2 separate regions of the Rattus norvegicus genome follow, and region 2 is linked to region 1. A link is a contact called in public Hi-C data. All regions are on one chromosome and are shown on one strand. Each heading gives the region's core, a stretch centred on a gene start, on an enhancer-like site or on the middle of the called end of the contact. The rest is flanking DNA. Distances are from core to core; before and after follow the strand shown. Region 1 holds the start of Slc25a12 (solute carrier family 25 member 12). Region 2 holds the start of Dlx2 (distal-less homeobox 2).

Region 1 (3,008 bases), core at 188-2,687:
TTATTATCAGTGCAACAAATGACATAGACATGTATGAGGAAGAGACTTTATAAGCCATCCTAAGTCATGCAAACAAGAACAGCAACTCCAGGAAAACCTCATGTCAATCCCCAATATAAAGAAAATCTGAAGATTGGTTGTTACTAAGAGTACAAACAGCCAAGTGTAGAACCTATCACAGCCCTGGGGAGGCAGAAGCAGGTAGATCTCTGAGTTCAAGGCCAGACTAGCCTACAGAGCAAGTTCCAGGACAGCCAGGGTTACACAAGGAAAATCTATCTCGAAAAACAAAACAAAAGGAGATCCTCCACTCATGTTTGTGAGAAGATCATTTCTCAAAGTTAGAGCTTGAAGAGGAATAACAATTATGCTCTTTGCATTCTTTCCTTGATATAAAATTCTTTAACTTACCTGTAGGAATATGTTTCTCAGCTCATGAGGATCACCTCGTTTGGTTGTGTGCACCTATGGGGTAGGGGTGGGGGGATGACTGGTTAATGCTTAGCTAGAAACCACACAATCTCTTTAGATTATAGTTTACATCTGTTAACAACACGATTATCTTTTATATGGGCATTTAGTCTAAAAACAACCCCTAAGCTTAATTGCTGATAACACCTGTCAAACTGGAGATCTACGGCTAAGGGGTGGGAGAAAGGGGCGTGAATAATCCAAGATAGAGCAATTTACAGATGGTATTTCCTGTGAGCTGGAAACGGAAACCAATATAATCGTTGACTTTATTCCACATCTACTGGCAATACAGTAGTAAGCACCAAGCTACAAATTTAGAGAGCCTCAAGAGTGGAGCAACAGGAGATGTAAAACAGTCAAATAGCCGGGCCTAGCAGCCTTTCTTGTGGAAAGCAGAAACCGTACATGTCATCTTGGCGACCCTTTCTCCATTCGAACTAAACCTTGAGAGAGCTACCACAAATACGGATACTTTCGACACCCGGCACCCTGCCAGGCAAATGTCAACCAGTGCCCTGGGCTGTATTGAGGCCCAAATGACAACACCCACCCCCTCCCCCACCTCGGATGCCCTGGGTATCCCCGGCTTTTCTGCCCGCTTGCTCTCAGTCCCTCTCCAACGCTCTCCAACTCTGTGCTCACAATCCCACGTACCTAGGACAAAACCCTACTCTTTTCCTCCTCCCGACCAGGGTCCTCAGGAACCCCTCCAACTCACGATCCTCCTCCTTCCCCTCCCCCAGCCGGGCATCCTCTTCCCTCCGGTCCAAGCCCAGCACAGCTCTCCACCCGCAATCTAGAGCCCCGGGACACACTGGCTAAGAACCAGGCAAAGAAAGCAACTGAAAGAGGCGGGGGCTGCACTCGGGGCCCTCAGAACGTCTCTTATGCAATAAAAGCAGCAGCAGAGAGTTGGAGTCACCTTGACCGCCATGCTGTGCTCGGAAGCCGGGAACGAGCGAGTGAGCGAGCAGGGCCGAGCTGTCAGGGCGCGCGCGCGCCACGGCCCGGGGCCGCGCCCGCGCTCCCTCCTGTCGCAGCGCCGCGCCCGTCTATATGCAAATGAACTAGAGCGCGGCGGCAGTGCGCACCGAGAGGCCTCGGTCTGTCCATCTGCGGACCGGCGGGGTTGTCGCGCCTCTTGCGGGGGGACACCTGAGCTCCGGCCACTGGATTCCGACGCGCAGCGCCAGCCGGGCTCCTCAGGGTCAGCCCCAAGTCCCAAGGCCTGGCAGTGGGTGTGGCTTTGGGCACCGGCTTCAGCCAAAGTCGGTTCCCTCTTGGGGCTTAAAGAAACACTTGAGGCCTGTATTGAGCAAGGTTTGGAAGCTTATGAAAGCTTGTCCCATTAATAATGCGTTTATGACAGCCAGTGACAAATACTGTCAAGAAAAGGGATTAGGAACTACCTAGTTAGTTTCTTTTTAAAGGGAAAACCTAAGTAAACATAACTTCAGAAATATGCTCCTGACTCGATTCACTTTCTTAGCCACCCAAATCCTTTGTGCAATGTGTATAGAAAACAACTTCATTTATCTTGGAGCTGGTACTTACTGTGCTGGCCCTTTCTTCTACAGGAAACAATTCTTCACTGAATTCCCAGCTCTGCCTTAAGCCAAAATAATGTCTCTAAAACTGAATCCTGCCATTAAGATATGTGAGGGCCAGGCAAGTAGCTTAAGTTGGTGGAGTGCCTGACTAACATGCCGGAAGCCCCGGGTTCCATCCCCCGTAGCACATAAACTCCTCTTCTCCTCTTCGGCATAGTACTGTTCGTTTATAATCCCTACACTTAGGAAACGGAAGCAGGACAAGCAGAATGTCATCATCCATCGGCTGCATAAGAGTTAGAGGCCAGGCTGGGATGCATAAGATGAGTCTTCAAAGAACAGAAAAACTAAAAGAAAAGAGGAGAAATAAGAAATGGGAAGGGAGGGAGGGAGGGAAGGAAAGAAGAGGGAGCAGGGATCTGAGGTAATAGCTCAGTCTGAGGACCCTCAGAACTCATTAAAGATAGAAAGATAACCAACTCCTATTTTCCACATTTCAGCTAAGCAGGTGCGCATGTGCACTCTAGTAAATAAAATTTAAAATCGTTAAAAAAAAAAAAGGGGGGGAAGATCCTATTAGGTCATATATTGATATTCACCTAAATATTTACTAAAATCCTCCATGTGCTAGACATGGCCCTATTTGTAAATACACACACACACACACACACACACACACACACACACACACACATATATATGCATATGAAGTGTGTATTAGCAGTTTATTTATTGCAAGGACCTTCTTTGCCACCATTATGTCAGACCATTTAAGTTATAAACTAAGTAGCAATCCTACATATTGTAGATAACTTCTTGACTCAGTCATACTTAACTGTTGCAATATTTGATTATCCCCTGGATCGTTACAAAAGAATTTGTAGCAACTTGATAATGTCTGCTCTGTTAGTATCTTGCATGTATTCCTACCCACTAGTTATAGACTTTCTGTGCTCATTTTTTAATATCTTCGAGGCCAGCAAA
Region 2 (3,008 bases), core at 341-2,840, 180 kb after region 1:
GTTATGTCACCCGCTTTAGCAGCAGCGAGTGGGAAGGCACTGTAGTGTCAGATTTCTGTCCACCCGGGTCATTTTCTTTCCTCCCACGCGGCGGCCCCCTTTGAAAAAAAATTTTTTTAGCGTTGGGCCTAAAAGTTTATGATGCCCGGGGAAAAAAAGCACAGTTGAAAGTATACTTCTGAAAAGTTGTTCCGAACGTGCCCGCTTCCTAGCTAAACCAGGCCATCTCCCACCTTGCTCACCTGAGTTTGGGTAAGGCCCAGGGAGGCCGCCAGCTCGGCTCGCTCAGGCAGGGCCAGATACTGGGTCTTCTGGAAGCGTCGCTGAAGGGCGGCCAGCTGGAAACTGGAGTAGATGGTGCGTGGTTTCCGGACTTTCTTTGGCTTCCCGTTCACAATTCGGATTTCAGGCTCAAGGTCTTCCTTGTCTGCAACGAAAATGAATGGTGAGTACCCACCGTCCAACCTCTTAAAGTTCAGAGCCAGAGCCTGGAGGAGGCCTTCACAACTTCAGCACGCACAGACTGGCCGGGCCACGGAACCCTGCAAGGGACCGGGGAGACTTGTGCAAGAGAGAAAGAAGAGGCGGGTAGCAAAGCGATGCGCTACTCACAACACGCCAATTGGCCCAACAGCCCTCAGGCTCTATCCCCCGGAGCGTGGAGAGACAGAGAAACTGTGATTCGCGCGCAGCTGGAGATTGGGCAGAGTTCAGGAACAAGAGATGGACAGAGTGCAAGACTAGAGCTCCGGACTCCCGTACCCCACGCTTATCCCGTCCCTCCCGGTGGCCAGGGCGACTTGGTCACCCTAGAGGCTAGTTTATGCTTACCGGGCTCGTTGTTGACTGGGGACGAACTGGTTCCGTAGGGCGCGTAGGAAGTGTACGCGGCGGTGTAGCCCAGGTCGTAGCTGCTTTTGGCGGAGTAGGAGACGTTGTTGAGGCCGCTGGCGTGGTACTGGTAGGAGCCCATGTGCGCGTAGGGCGAGGCCCCCCCGCCGCCGCCACCCGCCGGGTGCTGCTGGTTGGTGTAGTAGCTGCTGTCGGTAGCCGTGGACACCGGCAGGGTTGGCGACTCCTGGGGCTTGTGCAGGTTGCTGTTGCTGCTGCTGCTGTTGCTGCTGCCGCCAGAGCCCGCGCCCGCACCGCTCGGGGGCTGCTGGTGCTGGTGGTACGTGCTGGAGGCTGTGATCTGGGTCGAGTGCATATCAGCCACCAGACTGTCAAAGACTCCAGTCATCCTGACCCGGGACAGGAAAGAGCACGGGTGGCGGGCGAGAGGGGGTTGCAAGGCGCCTCCTCCGTCTATTTCTCCAGGTCCCTTCCAGCAGCCAATGTAATTACGGGGAGGGGGGAGGGAGAGGAAAACAAGAAATGAGGCTACGGTCTAGGCGCCTCCTCCCCTGGAGGAGGCGATCACCGTGCGTGGCTCGGGACCGCAGCTGCTGGCTGCATCCTTCCCCGGCCTCTCGGCTCCTGGCCCGGCTCGGGCGGGGGGCGGGCAACGGAGGGGGCAAGAGCGGTCAGGCCCGGTAGGGGCTCCAGAAGGCGGGAGCAGGTGAGCGACCCCCGAGCAGCTTTACGATTGTCTGCCGGGCAGGCTCCTGCAGGGTGGGCATTTAACACTTGTCACGTGACCGCAAGCAACGTCACCTAGCAACAGCCAATCAGAAGGAATGGGCCGCGGGGCGCCGAGAGTCCGCGACCCCGCGGCCCGGAGGCCCGGGGACCCGCGTGTCACGTGGCGGGCAAGGCGACCGCGGTGTGTGTGTGTGTGTGTGTGTGTGTGTGTGTGTGTGTGTACAACCACTGCAGAAAGTGGGTACCGGATTTAGAGCTGGATGGGGTGCAGGATGGCTCGCAACAGGACGGAAGGCGTCTGGTCTCCGGGAAAGAAGTGGGGTCTCCCATGTCACTCTGCTAGCAAGAGCCAAGTCTAAGGATTTACATCTCTTGTCCGAGGTCACCTTAATCAAATAAAGCCAGGCAGAGGGCCGAGCCAGCTCTGTCTCCTTTTTCTCCAGACACTTTCCCTAGAGGTGCCTGGCTGGCACTTACTCTTGTCAGCCACTCTGCACCTGATGGTCAATTGATTTAAATTATCCATAAACCGCGTATAATAACATGTGCTTCCCAACCTACCCACAGAGATATTACGACAATTAATTGGATAATATTTAACGTTTTTCCTTGTTGCTTGAGAGAAGAGCTCTATAAGCCCAAAGGTATTATTACTAGTAATGTATTTGAAATCACTTTTCCTCATACACATAAAGGCCTAATGACGCACATCTGAACCTCTGGCTGGGAACTGATTCTGAGGTTTCCTCCTTGGGAAAGGTAGGCCAGACTAGACAGTCTTCAAAGTCGTTTGAATCGGTGTTTTTATGAAAAGGGAAATTGAAAAAAAAAATACTGAAGTAATGTTAGAGACTTATCAAGATTTTTTAAATCCCAGTATGTTTCCTTGATAATATAACCAATAATATAAAAAATTTTATTTCGTGTACTTTATTTTACATTTTCATGTTTTAGGATCTTACTCCGCTGTTTTAATTCATTCTCATATTCATATATTCTTTCTCTCTATCTCTATCTCTATCTCTATCTCTATCTCTATCTATCTCTATCTCTATCTCTATCTCTATCTCTATCTCTATCTCTATCTCTATCTCTATCTCTATCTCTATCTCTATCTCTATCTCTATCTCTATCTCTATCTCTATCTCTATCTCTATCTCTCTCCCTCCCTCCTCTCTCTCAAGTCCAAGTGAAGAATTCCCCTCTCTGGTGACTGGGATTTTTCAGTAGAAAGATAATGGACTCGTCGTGGTGGTGGACTCCCCAATGAAGATTTAGCGGTAGCGCCTGCTTTGTTGCGCCACCTGGTGGACAGTGTACGAGGTTGTTACAGGCCTGGTAGACAGTCTAATCACGCCCAGGCGCCAGCCTCTGAAACCCCCCAAAAGAACAAAATAGTAATTAAAAGCCACAAAATTGTGCTAGTG

The links. A called contact is a pair of places that touch in the nucleus more often than the background predicts.
Region 2: a contact with region 1 is called in a Hi-C map of Schwann cells, with 3 times the contacts expected there. The contact joins the promoter of Dlx2 here to the promoter of Slc25a12 in region 1. A contact is called at or near these places in 3 of 12 Hi-C or Micro-C datasets (the A7r5 cell line, Schwann cells and mammary epithelial cells).

Annotation. Positions count from the first base shown.
Region 1 is chr3:76,598,099-76,601,106 of GRCr8, forward strand. Slc25a12 (solute carrier family 25 member 12) reads right to left here and starts at 1,438. Exons shown (of 18, transcript NM_001399269.1): 1 at 1,397-1,438; 2 at 412-465. The coding sequence starts at 1,408.
Region 2 is chr3:76,779,665-76,782,672 of GRCr8, forward strand. Dlx2 (distal-less homeobox 2) reads right to left here and starts at 1,591. Exons shown (of 3, transcript NM_001191746.2): 1 at 832-1,591; 2 at 243-427. The coding sequence starts at 1,240.